2 separate regions of the Mus musculus genome follow, and region 2 is linked to region 1. The links are chromatin contacts, called in public promoter capture Hi-C maps. All regions are on one chromosome and are shown on one strand. Each heading gives the region's core, a stretch centred on a gene start, on an enhancer-like site or on the middle of the called end of the contact. The rest is flanking DNA. Distances are from core to core; before and after follow the strand shown. Region 1 holds the start of Specc1l (sperm antigen with calponin homology and coiled-coil domains 1-like). Region 2 holds the start of Adarb1 (adenosine deaminase, RNA-specific, B1).

Region 1 (6,693 bases), core at 2,463-4,962:
CCTTTAGCATTATTTTGTTGTCATATGCACACAATTCCAGAGACCTGTCAATCTCTACCAGTGGGTGCTCTATACACTTGACACATATAAACAGGCAGGTACACACATAAAAGACTCCTGGTATTTTATATCATGTAAGAAGTACACATACGGATCTTTGTGAACATGTATAGTATGTATGTGTGCATTCTTGAGCACATGTGAAGGCCTGAAGACTACTTGGGTGCCAGTCCTTCCATCTTGAGACAGGGTCTCCTGTTTGCTGCTGCATACTACAAGCTAGCGGGCCAGCAAGCTTCTAGGCATCCTCCTGTCTTCTCCGACCTCCCCATTACAGCAGAGCAATTACAGGCATATGTACCGTGTCAGCTTTGTGAGAGTTCTGGAGATACAAACTCTAGTCCTCATATCTGTGCATCACGCTCTTCCTTTCTTCACTTACCCGCTGAGCCTCAGCCCAAGAACTACATTTTAAGGATAATCATAACAGGAATTTTCTTTCTTTTTTTTTTTTTTTTTTTTTTTGGCTTTTGAGACAGGGTCTCTCTATGCAGTCTGGAACCCCATGTGCCACCAAGCCAGGCAGCTGTATTTGAATCTTTTTAAAAGCAACAGCCTAGAAATTTTGTCTTAGCCTCACTAACAGTAACAACAAAACAAGACTTTAGGCTCTTTACTTCTAAACTCACAGTAAATATGCTCTCTTGTATTTACATTTGCAATGACCATAAATCATCATTTGGTATCACCATCATAAATGATGTTTAATCTTTTTTTAATAGAGCCTACCTACCTACATTGCTACAACTGGCCTCAAACTACTACACATAAGCAATCTTTCTCAACCTCCAATACAACTTAAACTACAAACTTGTAAAAATCATGTCTAACTAGATGCTGAAATATGAAACTTATTTATGTGTATGAGTGTTTTGCATGAATGTATATATGTACACTACATGCATGCTTGCTGCCCTATAGAAGGTGCTGGGTCCCCTGTATCTACAGTTACAGACGGTTGTGAGGCACTATGTATGTGGGTGCTGGGGACCAAACTCAGGTCCTTCATAAGAGCAACAAATGTACTTAGCTGCTAAGCCAACTCTTCAGCCCCTAGCACCAAGAAAATGAATGGTTTTTGTTTTGTTTTAGAAATGACAGTCCTTTAAATTTAATACCTTCAGTATCATCAAAACTCCCAACATTGTCCTAGTTTTTATGACATAAACACCTACTCAAATTCTTTTACCCTAGGGTATCTCAGATTTAATCATCTCAGACATACTATACAGCCTGCCTCATCACCCAAATTTTTGAGAAGGAAACTACAATATCATCGTTGGCTAAAAACTGTAGATAAGGATTCTTTAATATTGAAATAGCTCCTGAAGCTCCTCTGTGTGCAAGCACAGAATGGAGAAACAGGTCCAGAAAAGCTTACTTTCCCAAAGCCATGAGGCCAAAAAGAAAAGGAAACTCTCTCAACCCCTTACACTGTCATCATTCCTCTATCAAGGTGAGATGTCTGCAGTAATACTTTGTGCAAGCTAGACATGTGATTTAAATAGACATACAGTTATTCAGCAAGTCCTGTATATAAGAAAACTCGACCCTCATAGGAATTTTGACCTTTTTCGATACCTGAGTCATCTGAACAATGAGCTCTGTCAAGTCAGTCAGAAAGCCAATTTCTACTTCACAAGTCACATGTCAAGAAAACAAGATGTAGGTACACACCCTGAGCAAATTTCACTTTAGCTATAATTACTCTCCTCTCTGCATCTGACACTGATATTTTGAATGATACAAAGACACCTTCATACTGCTTTTCTATGGTACAAAAAAAAAAATCACTTTCTTGCTGAAAATGTCAAGAAGATTCCTACATACCTGGGATATACACAGACAAGCATACAAAGCATTCTCAAGCTATCTAAAATTTCAAAAGGTTAGGACACTATTTGGTGTACACTAGATCCAAAGGGAAAATGAGACATTTTTAAAAGGGGGAAAAAGGGAAGGGGGCATCAGCTCTTTCTCAATAGGAAAGAAAATGTAACGAGACCAACATACTTTTTTCTCCATATCCCCTTCTATATTGGTTGGATATTTTGAGACATTACTTCAATTTTTATCAAGCTGGGGAGTAGATATAGCTTAGCTATAAAACACTTATCTAGCCATATTCCATGCCCTTAATACCAAAGATGGGAGAGTGAAGTTATCCATATACGACTCAACCCTCAAGTACACTTCCATCGTCAATTGCTTATATTATCCCAGTACAAGGAAAGGACAAGAGAAAAAAAAAAAAAAGAGTCTGTACAGAATTCAGCACAGGCGTATTGCTTTTCAAACTCTTTCCATTCCTGACATATTGAAAGAGGACCAACCGAACGGTGCCTTTAATGCCTATGCAACAACGCTGGTGCCTCATTCCAAACCTTTAGATAGAACTGTTGTTGCCTGTAGTCCACAGCTGATTTCACCTCAAGATTTAGCTTCCTGAATGACAAGAAGCCTTCCTGGGCTCCGCGATTTGTTTTTTGTTTTGTTTTTGTTTGTAGTTTGAGACAAGGCCTTACTCTGCAGCCCAGTTGGAGCTCATCCAGCCTTGGCCTCGGGATTACAGGTGTAGGCCAAACTTTACGATTCTCTGTCATGACAGTCAAAGGGTGCCCCCTCACCCCGCCGCACTTTAGGACTGATCTTCAAGAGAGTGAAAACAAAAACAAAAACAAAACAAAAAACAAACAACAAAAAAACCCAAAACAAAACAAAACAAAAAATCAAGGATGCCTGCATTTGAATGATCACAGAAATTTTTGTTTGGTTTTAGGCGGCTAAGCCCACCAGAAACCGATTTCTTTTCTAGTGTTCTCTGGGGTATCGCCACCATCTATCTATCTCTCTCTCTCTCTATCTCTCTCTCTCTCTCTCTCACACACACACACACACACACACACACACACACACACACACAAGCCTCTAATGAAAATGCACACACACACACACACGCCTCTAATGAAAATGCAGCATTTCTTCAACAACACACAGAAACATCCACATCCAATCTGACATAATTAGCCAAGTCTCAAGAATAAAGAACACTGCCAGCTTCCAACAGCCAGGTCCTAACACTGCAGGGCGCAGCCTTCGGGGGACCTCCGCTCCTGCTCCCCACCCTCAATGCACCAGATGGGGAGGCAACCTGTCCCAGCCCAGGGCAAGGAACTAGGATGAATGCCCGGTCTCTCCCGACACCACAGGGAACACAAGCACCAGGGTCGCACCCAGCCTCTCCGCAGGGATGAGACCCCCAGCCAGCTGGGTACCACGCCAGCCTGGGTTCCCGGGGGATCTGCGGGGCAAGCTGTGAGGTCCGCCCGGGCAGGAGACGGCGCAGGCGCGGGATGGCTGGGGATGGGGGGGGTGACGAGGGGGGACAGCGCAGGCGCGGGGCCGCCAGGGTCTGCGGGGCCGCCCGGGCCTGGCCGCGCGGGCGGCGCTGAGGAGACGAACGTGCCCGCGGCACAAGCGGAGAAGACCCTGCCCCGGCTCTTACCGCGCGGCACCGCCTCGCTCACTCGCTGGCTCCGGGCTGGGGCCGGGCGGCGAGCTCGCCCGGTGGCGCGGCCCGGTCCGTTGAGTCCGGCCTCAGGGCAACAGCCAACCCCACGGCGCCGCTCCCTCGGCCCGCCCTGTCTCCCTTGCGGCTCCCGCCCTCCGCCCGCCCCTTATCCACCGGTGCCGCCCCCTTCTACTCCCCGCGCATGTGCCGTGATCGGCGCCTCCCTGGGCTGCTACTGCGCAGGCGCCAGCTGTCACACCTCCTCTTCGCGCTGAGTTCTGGACCGCGCACGCGCTGTGCTAGTCGGCGGTGCAACTAGATAACTGCAGTCTTTTGTGCTGGAAGTGCTCCTAGTCTCTCGTTTTTCCTCCAAGGCAAATAGGTCCGCTCTGGTTGAAATGTATGTTTACAGTGTGCTGAACCCGACAGTTGAGAAAAATGCACATGCCAGGCACCCATTATGTTCCCAGCACATGAGCAACACCGGTCCCTACTCCACCCATTAAAGGGAACAAGATCACTAGCATTATAAAGTTAAAGAGTTCTATAAGCTTATGTAATTCCTGTGTAGTTTTTATTTTACTTTTTAAATTTGTAAATGGCTCTATTACTATAATAAAAGCACCATGACCAAAAGCAACCTGGGGAGGAAAGGGTTTATTTGGCTTACAACTCCCAGGTCACACACCATCACTGAGAGAAGTCAGGGCAGGAACTCAAAGGAACCTGAAGGCAGGAACTGAAGCAGAGAAGCTTTGGAGAAACACAGATTGTTGGTTTGCTCCTCATGCCTTGCTCAGCCTGCTTTCTTATATCATCCAGGATCCCCTAGGGGGTCACACCACATCCTGGTGAGCCTGGCCTCTCCCACATCAATCATTAACCAAGAAAATGCCCTATAGATTTGTATATAGGCAATCTAACAAAGACATTTTCTCAACTGAAGTTCCTCTTCCCAGATAATGGTAACTTAGATCAAACTGACAAGACCTAGCCGGAACATTATTCTTTGATGTTTTCTTTTTAAGAATTTAATCTCTGATTCACTGGGCATAGTGGAACATGCTTTTAATATCAGCACTCAGGAGGCAAAGATGGATCATCTCTGTGAGTACCAGGCCAACGTGGTCTATATAGCCAATTCCAGGCCAGCCATTGCCACATGGTGAGACCCTGTCTCAAATAAATTAGCAAATAGATAAATAAATAAATAAATAAATAAATTTAAAGATTTTGTATATGGATATTTATGTATATGAGTACACCGTTGTTGTCTTCAGACACACCAGAAGAGGATGTCAGATCTCATTATACATGGTTGTGAACCACCATGTGTACACAGGTTGCTGGGAGCTGAACTCAGGAGCTCTGGAAGAAGCCAGTGCTCCTAACCATCTCTCCAGCCCCCCCCTAAATAAATAAATAAATATCTCTGAATGCATTTCTAAGAAAATTTACATGCCTCAAAATTCAAAAATCACCATTTCAACATATTCAGTACCCTACAATTCCTCACATAGTTTCCACTCCTCAATATCAATATCCCTTGACATCATTTATGAACAGAAGCAAATATTTAAATTACGATATGCACTATTTTACTACCTCAATACACAGATGGCATCACACTGTACCTCTTGATCTTTAATTCTTCCTTCTTAACCAGCAGAGCCACAATACATTAGTACATTGAGCCAAAAAAAAAAAAACAAAAACAAAACCTGGCTTTGAACCTTGGATGCATTACATAATAGTCCCTTTGCTTTCTGGTTTACCCACTACAAAACATATGCTGTTATAAATTTTTATGGAGGTCAAATAGGATTAGCACTTAAACAGGCCTTACCACGTTATCCAGAACCCTGGACTTCCATTGCGTAGCAAATATAAATAAGTGGGTATTAATTCTCCATCTGTTTAGGTATTTGTAGTTCAAAATCAACTCAACCATTTCAATCCAAATACCACCCAGGTGGTAATTTTTTGAGGCCAAAGTTGAGGTTCAAAAAGGTATGTCATGCCAGGTGGTAGTGGCTCACACCTTTAATCCCAGCACTTGGGAGGCAGAGGAAGGCGGATTTCTGAGTTCGAGGCCAGCCTGGTCTACCAAGTGAGTTCCAGGACAGCCAGGGCTACACAGAGAAACCCTGTCTCAAAAAAAAAAAAAAAAAAAAAAAAAAAAAAAAAAAAAAACCAAAACAAAAAACAAAAAAATCAGGTGCATTTCAAACCATTTTCTATAGTTCCTAGAATTGTTTAAAAAAAAAAAGATTCAAAGGTCAATGATAATCTAAGGACCTTTCCTCTGCCAATTCCTCCCTCTAGCAATAATTTCCTCATGCTAGCCACTGCTCCTCTTCTCTCTCCCTCTCCCTCCCTCTCTCTCTCTCTCTCTCTCTCTCTCTCTCTCTCTCTCTCTCTCTCTCTCTTTCTCTCTCTCTCTCTCTTTTACTTTATGAATATGACTACACTATCCCTATCTTCAGACACACCAGAAGAGGGCATCAGATCTCATTACAGATGGTTGTGAGCTACCATGTGGTTGCTGGGAATTAAACTCAGTACCTCTGGAAGAGCAGAGAATGCTCTCAACTGCTGAGCCAACTCTCTAGGCCCAGAGTTAACTTTTTAAATGAACTTGCTCATAGCAGATTGCTAAATCATTCTACATTGGTTTTGTAGTTCAGCCTATTAGACTTTTAAATCTTTTCATGGCAAATATCAATTTTAGTGTATCTTTTAACAAAATTCTTACCCATCTAGCTATATCTCCAGTCTTCTCCTCTCTCTATCCAGCTAGGCAGGCAATCCTCCCCAGGTCTGGCCTCAGCCTTTAACCCACCTTCTATCCCTCTATCAAACCTTTCCTTGCTCTTCCCTTCATCCCCACATAACCACTCTCACTTGAATTCTCTTCCACTCCACAAGGTTGCTGGACTCAAGGCCCCCCTGTGTGCCCATGCCCCCTTCCCTCCTCACTGGTCTCTCTTGAGTAGAAAAATGTTTGGGCTTCTTGTCTGACAAGAGTTTCTCTATCAGGACAATATTCAGTATTTAATACTCAGTCCTTAAACCTAACCAAACCTGACACTTGTGTCACACTGACCTCCACTGTGTCTCCC
Region 2 (6,926 bases), core at 3,978-6,477, 2.2 Mb before region 1:
TGGCCTCGAACTCAGAAATCCGCCTGCCTCTGCCTCCCAAGTGCTGGGATTAAAGGCTGCGCCACCACCTCCAGGCTTCTGGAGCTGACTCTTTTTTTTTTTTTTTCCATTTTTTATTAGGTATTTAGCTCATTTACATTTCCAATGCTATACCAAAAGTCCCCCATAGCCACCCACCCCCACTCCCCTACCCACCCACTCCCCTTTTTTGGCCCTGGCATTCCCCTGTACTGGGGCATATAAAGTTTGCGTGTCCAATGGGCCTCTCTTTCCAGTGATGGCCGCCTAGGCAACCAGTCACTATCAGACATGCCAGTATAGAGTATGTGAGTTTAGTGAATTGCTCTTGTAATTGTCTTGGTGTGAATTTTTTTCTGTTCAACTTAACATAATCTAGAATTACTTGGAAAGAGGGAATCTTAATGGAAGAATAGTCACAATCCCATTGACCTGTGAGCATGTCTGTGACCATGATTGCTAATTTCTATAGTAGCGGCCAGCCCAACTGTCAGAGCTACCATCCCTAGGCAGGGGTCCTGAGCTGTATAAAAATGGAAGCTATACAGCACAGAGCAAGCCAGTAAGTAGCATTCCACCATGGTTTCTGCTTCAGTTTCTGCCCCGATTTCCCTTCATGATAGAATGTAAACCCAGAAGTATAAGCTGAAAGTATAATCTTCTCCTATGTTGCTTTTGGTCATGGTTTTTATCATAGCAGCAGAAAACAAACCCAGACAGTAACATACATTCATTCTATCAATTTCTTCCTTTAGAGCAGTGGTTCTCAGCCTTCCTAATGCTGTGACCCTTTAATATAGTTCCTCATATTGTGGTGACCTCCAACTATAAAATTATTTCACTGCCACTTAACTGTAATTTTGCTAGTTATGAATCATAATGTAAATATCTGTGTTTTCTGATGGCCTTAGGTGGTCCCTGTGAAAGGCTCTTTTGGGATTTTGATTCAGTTTGAGAACCACTGCTTAGTCTTAATATAACTTTCCTGGAACCGAGGAAGCTCTCTTCTTACTTTTTCTTTTCTTTTTTTCTTTTCTTCTTTTTTTTTTTTTTTTTTTTTTTTTTTGGTTTTTCGAGACAGGGTTTCTCTGTGTAGCCCTGGCTGTCCTGGAACTCACTTTGTAGACCAGGCTGGCCTTGAACTCAGAAATCTGCCTGCCTCTGCCTCCCAAGTGCTGGGATTAAAGGCATTCGCCACCACGCCCGGTCTTACTTTTTCTAAGAGTGTTTCTCCAAACAGAAACAATGCTGGATTTTATTAGAAGCTTTGTATTCTCATCTCCACCCCCCCTTTTGAGATAGGGTTTTATTCTGTAGCCCATTCTATCCTCAGCCTTGAATTGATCCTCCTGCCTTGGCCTATTTATTGCTAGCACTATGGGCTTGATCCAAGGTTGGCTTCTCAAAAATCCTTCTCTGAAGCTCCCGAGATGATACAATGCTGCCCCATGTAAACATGTGAACACAAAGTCATGGTTTGGGAAAATATGTAATTTGAACACGCCATTGTTTGTGGCTGGAGTTTGGTTTGCTGAGTGCTTCCCTCTGGCTCTGTAATAATTTTGGATTTTATTAGTGAAGTTAGTCTATACTTGTTATTCTTCTTAAGTTTTGAAGTCAGAGAGTGATTCAGTGGTAGAATGCTCCATGGGTCCCAGAGTTTGATCTGCACCACAAAAATAAAACTTAAGAAAAGAAAATGGGGCATGGGATTTGAAGTTTTTCTCTTTGTAGATAATAGCATCCCCAATACACGGCTGAATCTTCAAGGTCACTCTAACCTCCTGTTTTCAAACCCAGTGGGTTTTCATCTTTTCTTTTGTTGGCTTATTTCTGGGGTCCTCCTTTGTCCTAGCTTCTCTTTTCTCCTCTCTCCACTCTCTTTAGGTGGTTGGTGACCTCTTCTACCTCCTTGGGTCTTCCATGGATGTCCTCCTTCTGACTCTCTTCTCTTGTGTTGCTATCTGCCTTCCTGATACTGTTTGAGCATCTGACAGACTTGCACACTCAACAGAGCCTAAAGGGCCTCTATCTCCCCCCTCCCCCGCCACTCCCACTGCAACACTTACCTTACCATCATCTTCCCCAGCACCAGATGGCAGTCCTTCTTGTGGGTTTCCCCCCTCAGGCTGTGGCGGTCAGTCCATCCCTCCTTAGTCTTACTGACAGCTATTTCCCAAAATAATTCCTTGCAGTGCCACCTGACTTAAGCTCTCTGCATCCAATCTGGGACCCTGGGTTAGCACTGATGCTGGTACCCATCAGCCATTGCTCTTTACTACTAGTGCTGCTGTTTACTTTTTCCTTCCCTAGAAGCCCACACACTTTGATGGGGGCTGATCTAACTCCCAACTCCAAAAGGTAGAGCCTACTTGGCTCATTTTTTTTTTAATATAATGGGCCAGATGGCGAATATTTTAAGCTTTGTATATCACATAAGCCCATTGCATATTTCACCCCTCATTACAATGCGAACTGTAGAATAATTTCTTAGGTTGTGAAGTGCACAAAAGCGGGCCACAGATCTGTCAATCCCCTGTGTGATTTAATCATCCAATTTATTTCACCTCCTGGTATTTGAGGGAGGGTGTAAGAGTCAAGGGAGGTAGTCAGTATAACTCCACAGGAACACTGGCAGCAGTTCTAATTCCTGAGGTGAAAATACTCTTTCCTCCATCTTGGGCACCCTCACTACCATCTTCACTCATGCTAAAGGAACCGCTCAAATACCACAGGCCTCCTATTTCCTTCAATAAACTATATAGCCATACACACACACACACACACGGATATTGTTGAGACTTGCCCCCAGCATAGCTATAGCCATTTTGCTCCATGCTTGCCAGCTATTTCATATTGTTGCTGTAATATCCCTGGTAGTCATTGATGCAAAAAAATAATTTGACTCAGAGCAGGGTCATACTGACCAGACCACATACCCTGTTATGTTTTGTATGTTATGAGGCTTGTTAATTTTAAGAAATTCCACAGCCATAAGCTTCACTTAGGACCCATCAAATTAAAGTTCAATATGAGCTGTTATGTCTAAAATGGCTTGAGTCAGGGCTGACCACCAGGCAAGCACTTCCAGCACCTGTGTATGAGCTCATTGTGGTTTTTGTGGGCTTAGCCTTTGTAAGCTGGCCCTGAGAAATGTCCAGCTCACAGCTTTTTAGCTTTCAAGCCTGAGCTGTTGCCCTGGTCGATCAGTCTTTAGGTGTGTGTTCAATAAACCAACCTGACTGAATCGGTGTTCATGTGGTTTGTGTGGCGACTCCTGAACTACTGATATATATATATATATATCCCAATTCACATTTGTATGTGTTATGATTCCTAAGACTCCGCCATCAAGTCTTTCTGGTCACCAGTGATGGACCAGATTTCAGGTGGATCAACATCTTTCCTATAGATGGAATGATCTGTCCAGTTTCACAGCTATGTGTCATAGTGGGTTTGCAAAGTTCAAGTCCAACATACCTGCTCCTTACATTGAACTGCCTCCCAGTTATGCTATTTTCTGGCATCCTGACCTGTTCTACTTCCAGACTATGAAGATGAAGATATCTTTCTAGCCAATTAACCCATCCATGCATATGACACCACCAGACAGATACCTGGAGGCTGTCAAAATGTCATTTTCTAGCTTCTGTTTATGTGCTCTGTTATCTTCACTTCAAGCTAGTTTTTTTGGCAGTGTACACAGCAGAGAAAGAAGGTCATTCCACTTAATCCTGGTTGAGACCGCAGAGTTCTGTTTTTGCTGTAACAATCCACAATGAACCAAAGATCTATCAAAGCGACCATCTCAGATGAGCATACTTCCTTTGTCCAGATCTCTGTCTCTCATATGTACTTGTGTCAGATCAGCATCTTCAATTCAGTCAATGAGTCACAGGAACACAGGTGATGTGCACAGGGGATGAAAAGGCTGGAACTTGCTCTCTTGTGGCCAAACCACAGCCATTATGAGAAGCAACGAGAGCTAGCTTACTAACAGTAGGTAACACATGACATAAGGGAGTGAGGTCATCTATGAAGCAGAGATGAACCAAACCAGCTGAACACTGCATAAAAGCTGCTATTCATCAGACTTACAAACCATGACTTTAAGTTACTAAGTTCTGGGGTAGTGTGATACCTAGAAACAGACACATTTGTCCTTGTGCACATACTTGTATGTGAAGCTTGACATCCTGGTAGGTGTTCCAAGAGTGATGATCTCTACTTACTTGCCAACAAGTGCACCCGTAGGCACTGCCTGGTGCCCACCTTTTAGGCAGGCTGAAGAATTCATTGAGTGGCTAGCTGGTCCAAAGGACATGTTTTTGTGATGGAAGCAGATGTGGACCGGCTACAACACTACTCCTGTGGTCAGTTCATGCTTCCGATTCTGGACCTCTCCAGGCCCCGTTCTGGGCATAGCACCCCAGGTTAAGACAATCTGGCGAGGAACCACACAAGTTGTTGACCACATCTTGGATGCTCGACACAGTACTTTACCTACCTGCACTTGTCTTTTACTAGACCTTTTTCTTTTTAAACAAACGTGGAAACAGACAATGCAAGCACAAGACACATCTGGTATGCCTAAGAGGTGGCAGAGCCTGAACTTGACCCTGGGGTCTAGGTTAAAAACCGGCCATCATTTCTAGTGACCACCAGTAGACACCCTGCTTCACAAAATCATGTCCCTGCTCCTCTCCCTACTTATTTTCAAGGTCTACGGAGGTGGGTGTCAGTGGCCAGGGCCAGCTCTCAAAACTGGACGAAGGCCCAGGGACGATTCTTGCGGGATGCCAGGGTACCACGTACGGGGTGTAGTAGGTCTTCAAGCGGCGGTCACAGTCGCACTTCAGTGGCTTCGCTCTGATTTTCCCTGCCCCATTCCCAGATCCCACAGGATCTCTAGGATCCTTGGTCCCACCTGTCCCCTTAGGTCCCATCCGAGGCTCCTGCCCGCGAGTTCGAGAACCCCGCCCCCGTCGATCTTCTCGGTGCGTGTCGGAGGCTCCCTTCCGCTTCGAGTCTCCCTAGCGACGCACGACCTGTTTTGGTTCTAACCGCTAACCCTCGCAGTTCCCGCCGCCGCGAGCGAGTCCGGACGTCGGCTCCGGGCAGGAGGCGCGCACGTCAGCGTGGAGCGCTGGCTCCACCCCTGCAAGCGAGCACGCGCGCGCGGCTGCGGCGGCTGGGGCGGGGCGAGCCGAGGGGGCGGAGCCGCCGGCGCCGAGGCTAGAGGCAGAGGCTGAGGCAGCGGCTGAGGCTGAGGTGGCTGAGGCTGAGGCGGCGGCGAGGGGCTCCTAGCTGGGGCCGCGGGGCTAGCCGAGGCCGCCGCAGCGCCCAGAGCCAGACGCCGGCAGCCCGCGGGCGCAGCGTGAGCGGAGGTAAGGCGGCGGGGACGCGGGCGGCCGCGTTTATGTAAGCGCGGGGCAGGTGGCTGAGGCCGCGCAGCGCCGGCGGCCGCGGACCTGACCACCGACCCCAGACCCTATGGTGCGGGGCCCGGGCCCGCGGCGAGCTGCGGGGTCCCTGGCGCATCCCGGGCGGCGCGCGGAGGGCGGGCCGCGGTCCTCTTGGATGCGCTGCGCTGCAGGAGGAGGCTGCGCCCAGGACGGCTCGTCCGCTCCTGGAGGCGCCGCGTCCGCGTGGGATGCGCTGCGCCGCGGCGAGCCGACCGTGCGCCTCTCGGACAGGAGGTTGTGCCCGCGGAGAGGACCCTGTACTCCAGGGAGGGGACCTGTGCCCATCAGAGAGGAGACTGCGCCCGGGGAGGGGAATGGTGTACCGGGCGGAGGGGACCTGTGCTCCGGGGAGGGGACCCTGTACCCCGGGAAGGGACCTTTACCCAGCACAGGGGACACTGCACACCGGGAGGGGGACCTTGTGCCCTGCAGAAGGAAAGCTGCGTCCGGGGATGGGGACCCTGTATCCTAGAGAGGGGACCTGTGCCCTGCAAAAGGAAAGCTGCGCCCTGAGAAGAGACACCCTGTGTCACTCTGAATCTGTGTCCGGGGATGGGGACCCTGTGCCCTGCAGAAGGGACCATGTGCTTGGTAGAGGAAAGGTTGAGCTCTGTATTCTGCAGAAGGGACCAGTGCCTAGCAGAAGGGAGGCTAAGCTCAGGCTGGGGGGTGGGAACCCTGTGCTCTGAGGAGAGGAAGCTGCACCAGGGGATGGGGACTTTGTGCCCTGCAGAAGGGACCATGTGCTCCGCAGAGGCGAGACGGCGCCCAGAGGAAGGGCACAGGGAGGGAACCCTGTGCCCTGCAGAGTATACTCTGAACTCCGAGGAGGGAGACCCTAACCCTATATCCCACAGAGGGAAAGCTACGCCCAGTGAGAGCATCTTGTGTCCTGCAAAGGAGACACTGCGCTCCCACGGGGTGGACACCGTAACCTAGGTGAGGCAGGCTGCTTTTTTGGTGGTCCATGCCCCTTCCGAGGGCTCAGAGCCCACATGGGCGCCGAGCGCCTGGGAGACGAAGTTCCGAGTACCCAGCGCGAGTACCCAGCGCGTCTGCTGTTTGTGGGAGCCATCTGGGACATTAGGGGTTGGAGGTGAATTTTGACGCGCACACATAGGCAAGAGGAAAATCACTGTGTGGTGTCTGTGTGCAAGGGAAATGTCAGATGGGGCTGTGGACGCTAGACTAGTGGCGCCGGAGTCGCCTTTGGAGGACCAGAAAAGTGTTCCGTTCGGGATTTATGAGGGGGATATCCGCACTGGAGTGTCTGGTTGGAGGTCAGTGTTTTCACCTAGCAGGTTTGGGTTACTTCTGATGAGGGCATCCTTTTTTTTTTTCTTTTTTTGAAAATCATTTATTGTATTCCATTCTGGAAGTATAACGAAAAGAAGCCCGATAGCAAACTTGGTCTTTTTACTGGTAGGTGCGGTAATTAAGATG

Evidence for each region. Promoter capture Hi-C pulls out the DNA fragments that hold promoters and counts their contacts.
Region 2: a promoter capture Hi-C map of pre-B cells shows a contact between it and region 1, with 4 times the contacts expected there. The contact joins the promoter of Adarb1 here to the promoter of Specc1l in region 1. A contact is called at or near these places in 2 of 39 promoter capture datasets (liver and pre-B cells).

Annotation. Positions count from the first base shown.
Region 1 is chr10:75,209,092-75,215,784 of GRCm38.p6, reverse strand. Specc1l (sperm antigen with calponin homology and coiled-coil domains 1-like) reads right to left here and starts at 3,712. Exons shown (of 16, transcript NM_153406.3): 1 at 3,566-3,712.
Region 2 is chr10:77,416,574-77,423,499 of GRCm38.p6, reverse strand. It overlaps Adarb1 (adenosine deaminase, RNA-specific, B1), which reads left to right and starts at 5,227. Exons shown (of 11, transcript NM_001024837.2): 1 at 5,227-5,405. It overlaps Gm17769 (predicted gene, 17769), which reads right to left and starts at 5,124. Exons shown (of 1, transcript NR_027377.1): 1 at 2,561-5,124.